Linked DNA regions of Gossypium hirsutum: region 1 is linked to region 2. The links are chromatin contacts, called in public Hi-C maps. All regions are on one chromosome and are shown on one strand. Each heading gives the region's core, a stretch centred on a gene start, on an enhancer-like site or on the middle of the called end of the contact. The rest is flanking DNA. Distances are from core to core; before and after follow the strand shown.

What was found. Hi-C and Micro-C count contacts between places; a contact is called where the count stands out from the background.
Region 1: a contact with region 2 is called in a Hi-C map of leaf, with 1.8 times the contacts expected there. The contact joins the promoter of LOC107908100 here to the promoter of LOC107914545 in region 2. A contact is called at or near these places in 2 of 34 Hi-C or Micro-C datasets (hypocotyl and leaf).

Annotation. Positions count from the first base shown.
Region 1 is chrD08:10,605,872-10,609,407 of Gossypium_hirsutum_v2.1, forward strand. It overlaps LOC107908100, which reads right to left and starts at 1,780. Exons shown (of 4, transcript XM_041099830.1): 1 at 1,101-1,780; 2 at 639-950; 3 at 64-225. The coding sequence starts at 1,217. LOC107914499 reads right to left here. Exons shown (of 7, transcript XM_041099832.1): 4 at 3,527-3,536; 5 at 3,138-3,296; 6 at 2,550-2,651; 7 at 1,894-2,460. The coding sequence ends at 2,446.
Region 2 is chrD08:10,347,260-10,350,397 of Gossypium_hirsutum_v2.1, forward strand. LOC107914545 (general transcription and DNA repair factor IIH helicase subunit XPD) reads left to right here and starts at 1,335. Exons shown (of 12, transcript XM_016843489.2): 1 at 1,335-2,023; 2 at 2,320-2,600; 3 at 2,728-2,810; 4 at 2,907-3,138. The coding sequence starts at 1,490. LOC107914555 reads left to right here. Exons shown (of 7, transcript XM_016843499.2): 7 at 222-573. The coding sequence ends at 279.

The sequences.
Region 1 (3,536 bases), core at 530-3,029, 260 kb after region 2:
GCATAAGTTAAGCAAAAACTGTCTGCTTAGATGAAATAAGAAATGTTGGATACCATGGCTCACCTCATTAATACCATACTTAGGACAGAAGAACCGACTAATAAAATCAAATTCAGAATCTGGAGGGGCAGCCCCTGAAACAATTAAGCCTCGTCCAGGACATTTCAGTATGTCGTCAAACCGTGGCTCCATTTCGATAACAGATTTTCCAGATTGGAGCACAACCTAAGAGTATCCAAGTAAACAGAAAAAAGAAATCCCCTATCACTACACTATCATTAACAAACGTAAAAGTATCAAATGTGTCAACAAAAGCACATTATCCCTATTTCAGTCACTTGGAGAACCAGTAACACCATATATGCATATAGCTTGCTAATCAAAATTGAAAGCAATAGGAGAACTCAGGCTTTGCTTATGCAAATAAAATCCACATTTTTAATCGTACTTCTATTTTAAAAGTAACTTTAATCTCTCTCAAAAAAGAATATTGATGTACTCAGAAGCACGTAGTGATTTTAACTAATAACCAGGCAAGGCTGATACTTAAACCAGAAATGTTAATGATCCTGTTCAAGCATGAGAAAAGAGAAAATCAAGAAACAAAAAAAAAATTACTAGTGTTATTGAGGAATTACAAAGATATCATCTGCGGTAGTCGTTCTCTTAACATCAATAAGTGGAGCATCGTTCAAGGCTTTCGATATAAGTGAAGCCTCAGCAGAATTGAAGTCGGTGACTGGAACTGTAGGAAAATTCAGTTCGATCAGAAAGTGGTCGCTCACTCCGCCATTCTGAACCTCGGAGACATTGGTTGGACAAACATCTGGAACCTTTTTAGCAGTTAGGATTCCAGATAATGTATCAAATTCAATAATGTTTGAATTTACCAAACCAGTTGTAAAGAGAGTATGAGCAGATGCTAAGGTTGCATGACCACATAGATTTACCTGCCAAAGAGGTAAACAATTAATATCCAGGTCGCAATTGCTATATTACCACTTCACATTTGAGTCGAGCTTTAAGGTTTAATCAAGAATAATTGAGCATATCAAACATCCAATCTATTAGTGAAGGGTGTTGGAAATAAGAGAAGTGACCCCGGCAACAGGGGTAAACCATCTATGACGAAACCTGGTGTTTGGAGAGGTGGAATTGGTGATCCGAGTCAAGTAACAAGTCTCGGAGATATTAAACTCAGCAGCCACTGCTTGCATCCATTTCTCATCTCTTTCTTCCTCCAACAAACAAACCGCAGCTGGGTTCCCCTTGAAGGCGGAGTTGGTGAATGCGTCAACCTGTTCAAGAATCAAACATTCCAACCTGCTTATGACTTGACCCAACTCATTCTTTCGGGATAAGACTGAGTTGAGCAGTAGCACAGAAATAAACGAGCAAAGATAAGAGACAGAGATATTAACACATAGTATTTGATGGGTGTTTTGGCCATGTTGCTCAGACTAAGATTTGAGTTTGAGAGAACACAGTTTTCTCAACTTTGGAGTTGAACGGAGATAAATGATGGTGCTGAAGAAGTAAAAAGGTCAAAAGCCAAAGCCAATTTAAACAAGACCACCTCAAATTGCCATTCATTTTTTTAATCAATTTCCTCTTCAATTTTTTAATCTGTAAAGTAGACTTTAGGTCAAGTTAAGCTATGTCCATAAAAAAATACTTGTATCAAATTAAATATACCATTCTTGTTTTATAAATAAAATCTGCTAAAGCTCCCAAGTTCCATTGGAGAGGTTTTTAGAGTTGAGAAAATGAAAATACAGCCTTATTGTTAATTAATTATATAAAAATTTCATATATTTTTTCTTCTTAAATCAAGTTTAGTTTATAGAACGAGTTCAACATGATTTTATGGACTTTAAGAGTTGGATGTTATAATTGACATGGCCACATAGGCCTGGAATAAACAGTAAACATATAAATATAGTTTTTGATCCATCATATCATACAACAGCTTGGAATCATCATGTTCTTTAACTAAACCCTAAACCAGCAATCAACCTGTTCTGTTGACTGGGAAGAAATTATAAATTAAATCCAGGCACCTTAGCTTCACAAAGCTACAATACAGATGATGACTAAACGCAAATAAATTACTCCATCGAGCGCAGCATTGTGCACAAACTTATCTTATTTATGAACATGAATTGGGGGGGGGGGGCGAATTTCTGCCCCTAGAACTACCAAATGCCCTCCTTTGACATTTTCAGGAAATTGGACAAGGTGATATTAGGGAGCTCAACCACCCCTGTCTTCTTCTTCTTTATCCTCGTCACCTTTAGTGACTCCGCACCCTTTGACTGTGTAACTGTTACCGAGACCACGTTGTAGAACTGTTTAACGAATGTTAGGGAAGAAATTATTACACTTTCACCGTGTAAGATATTCATCAATATTCAATATTAAATCCAACACTGGTTGCAGCAAGAATCAGAGAGCTATTTTCTGAACAAAAATTTCCATCAGTAACCAACTCAGCATTGCATTTAACGAAGCAAGCATGTTCAGAAAAAGGGAAAAGATCGAGGGGTTACCTCACAGACACCATGCAGCAACAATCTATGGAAAGGATCTTGGACCTGTAAAGCAAGGACATCCCCATGTCCACGTTCCTGGATGAAGGTCCGTATGCAGTCCTGAAAAAAGAGAAAGGGTTTAGGTATTACCAAGTTGCCTAAGAGTAAGAATGGGAATATTTAACTTGAGTGGTCTTATGTTGAACCATATTTCACTCTCGTACATTACCTGTTTACTTATCTAAATAGTTAATGACATAAAATTTTCAACCAGAAATCTGCTCTCAAGCCTTTTGAGCATATGAATTCCATCTCTCATGGAATACATCTGGAGTCTGGTATGCTACTAAACACACTAATCGCATTAAGTCTATCTTAACCACTACTTATCCCTTCAATTATACTATTATAGCATAAATATTAAGCTGGGATCTATAGCATACTCATACCGACATTAACCCGGCATAGCCCTACCCTCCTTGCACTTGATTTTGAGAAAAGAAAACAACATAGTGAATAACTTGTAAACAAAATAGAAGAAAAAGCTCATGAGAAGAACCTATTAATAATAACCATTCTCAAAGAATCAAAAGCAAAATCATGTACCTCATAGCTCGCAATAAGATCTGAAAGAAAGCTACGGCGAAGTGCTTCTCTTGTTCGGCAATCAACTCTTCGCCATGCACTCAAGAAAGCTGCCTTATCAGCGTCAGCATGAAATTTCTTCTTCATAGATGAATTATTTAAGGCGCCAATAATATTAGCCTAACATAAAGGAATATACAATAATGTGAGCATGTATCCACAATAGTTTTCCTATTCTAGAATTTGCTTAAGGTTATCATCTTCAATTACAAAATCAGATATAATATCTTCCTCCTTATACACTTACCAATAGTTTTCCTATTCTGAATTTGCTTAAGGTTATCTTCTTCAATTACAAAATCTTTTTATAACATTGAAAAAGTTTTGACGAACAAGGGAAGTAAAATGACCTCTTTATCC
Region 2 (3,138 bases), core at 85-2,584:
TTGGTAGATGTTAAGTGACTATCAATATTTGTATTGATGTTCTCTTGCACTCATTTACAAGAAAACCTAGCAGCTGGTTACCTTGTTGAAGGTTGCTTAACTTGAAAGCGAGTCTTTACATATGGTTCAATATTTAAATCAAATTATCTTAGAGGATTTCACAGAAGTGTATGAATTGAGGTTGTCCCAACGTTGCTTATAACCTATTTCATTCTTTACAGGTTTCAGTGTCGGCATGCAATAAAAGGCATAGCATTCAAGACACCAGAAGAAGAATGAGAGGTTCATTGACCCATGATGAAATGCTGTCTTCCTGTCTCATTAAGAGGCTTGTTATACTTTCTATATGCATAGATGTAAGAGTTCGTACTAATTGATTGACAAAGCTGCAAGTTTGATGGCTGTGGTTGTAAATGGCCGATTACTGCACTCAACTTCAGCTTTATAACCTGCAATCTGAACTTCAACTTTGTATGTTATACTGTCTTATTGACTCCTCCGTTTTGTAGCTCCCTAGAATCTGTAAAGTTTAAGCATTACTTGAATACAATTATGCAAAGGCAATTTATTTGACGAATACATAACCAAAATATTTCTTTTGGTTACAAAGGTTAAAGCATAGAAAACCAAGATTTGAAACATTTGTGAAACGAGGATGTTGAGAGACAATGACAATGAAACCTAATCAACATCTACTCTCAAATTTTAAAGGTTTTTAAATGGGTTTGTACACTGTTTGGGGATGAATTTGGCAATATTTTTCACATTGGGCTTGAACATTTTTTTTATCTAAATTTGTTCTTAAACTTGACATTTGTTACCAAATTGAGGTTTGAATTAGGTAACTCTTTTCACATTGGGGTTTAAATAGTTTTTCTTGTTCAAGTTAGTCTTTGAATTTGATAATTGTTTCTATATTGACGTTTGAAAATTTTTTTTGGTCCAACCTTTTTTAATGAAATATCAAGGATTAATTTGGACAAAAAAAGTTTAGGCCTTGATTTGATATGGAAATAATTATCAAGTTTAGGGACTAACTTGAACAATAAAAAAGTATAGATACCAATGTCAGAATAATTTCCAAGTTTAGGGCTTAACTTAAAGAAAAAGATTCAACCCCAAATATGGAAACAATTATCAAGTTTAGGCCGTATATTAACCCTTTTAAATTTAGGTTGGGAAAAGGGCAAAGTCAAATACTTTTTTTTTTGGTTGGGGGGGGGGTTTTAATGGCTCGGCAGTTAAAAGGCCAGGGGCCCAGTGCTGAAGTGAAGCATAAGTCTCGGGCTAGCTATTGGTCCACTGTAATTTTCTGTTATTTGAGAAGTAAAGCAACTCAACTCAAACCAGAACAGATGAACGACCAATGGAGCCGAAGGTCGAAGTGAATGAACTCTCAGTCTTCGTTCTTTCTGCAACCCTCTGAACCTTAAACTATCTACCTTGTTTGAATCCGAATAAATCCATAAAAAATACTTGAAAGAAAACCATGAAGTTCCAAATCGAAGACGTCACCGTCTACTTCCCTTATGATCACATTTACCCGGAACAGTACTCTTACATGATCGAACTGAAACGAACCTTAGATGCCAAAGGACATTGCCTTCTCGAAATGCCTACCGGAACCGGCAAAACCATCGCGTTACTATCTCTCATCACCAGCTACTCTCTCTCCAAACCTCAAAGCCCCATGAAGCTCATTTACTGTACGCGCACTGTCCACGAGATGGAAAAAACACTGGCCGAATTAAAGATTTTGCATAATTACCAGATTAAACATTTAGGACCCCAAGCTAGGATTCTTGCTATGGGGCTTTCCTCCAGGAAGAACTTGTGCGTCAACCCAACGGTTGTAGCCGCGGAGAACCGTGATTCGGTGGATGCTGGGTGTAGGAAGTTGACAGCGAGTTGGGTTCGAGCTTTGGCGGAGGAGAATACCGATGTGACTACGTGTGAGTTTTTTGAGAGTTATGAGAAGGCTGCTTCTGCCGCCGTGTTGCCACCCGGAGTTTATACCCTTCAGGTATTTTAATATAACCAGTGTATAATTTGAGTTTCGGTTTCCAATTGTGAACCGAGTTTTGAAGTTTATTTAGGTAGCGTTTTGGTTGTTTACGTCCGGAAGTAGAAAGCAAAATGCGCAACAATTTAAAAAGCAAAGAATAAAGTGTTTTTGTTACAATATTAGTTTGAAGTTAAAAAGTAAAAGGAACACAAATTTTAACGACAAAAGGAATGATTTTATCTTTATATTGGACTGATTATGTTACAACTGATGTAACATTTTTGTAATCTCTGTTTTTGGCACTGTTCTTTTAGGAGTTGAGGGCCTTTGGGAAGGAGAAAGGGTGGTGTCCGTACTTTTTGGCTAGACATATGGTACAGTTTGCAAATGTGGTTGTTTATAGTTATCAATATTTGCTTGATCCAAAGGTGGCTGGAATCATATCAAAGGAAATGCAGAAAGAGTCCGTTGTGGTCTTTGATGAGGCTCATAATATTGACAATGTGTGTATTGAAGCACTTAGTGTTAGTGTTAGGAGACAGACACTTGAAGGAGCGACAAGGAATCTTAGTAGGATAAGTCAAGAGATTGATAGGTATGTATTCTTTTAGTAGGATTCTTTATGCCTCAAGTAGTTCTCCATAAATATTTTGGCGCAGCTTTTAGATTAGTTCTCGGGGATTATACCGTTGTCAATTTCTGAATTGGATCATGGTAGGAAGGTTCAAGGCCACTGATACAAGCATACTTCGTGCTGAATACAACCGACTTGTGGAGGGTTTGGTGCTGGGAGGAAACCTACCTAGTATGTGGAAAGTTCTTTTTCTCTAAATGTCTTCATCACTTTTTCTTTGCTTTGATGATAGTCGCACACCATCAATTTTACTATTTTCCCATGCAGTCACAGACAACTGGCTTTCAAATCCTGCCTTACCGGATGATATTCTAAAGGAAGCTGTACCTGGAAATATCCGTCGAGCTGAGCACTTCTTGCATGTTCTACGTAGATTGGTTCAGTATCTAAGTGGTAGACTGGACACTGAAAATGTTGAGAAAGAAAGCCCTGTTGGTTTTGTTGCCTCTATCAGTAGTCATGCTGGAATTGACCAGAAAACATTGAAATTTTGTTATGA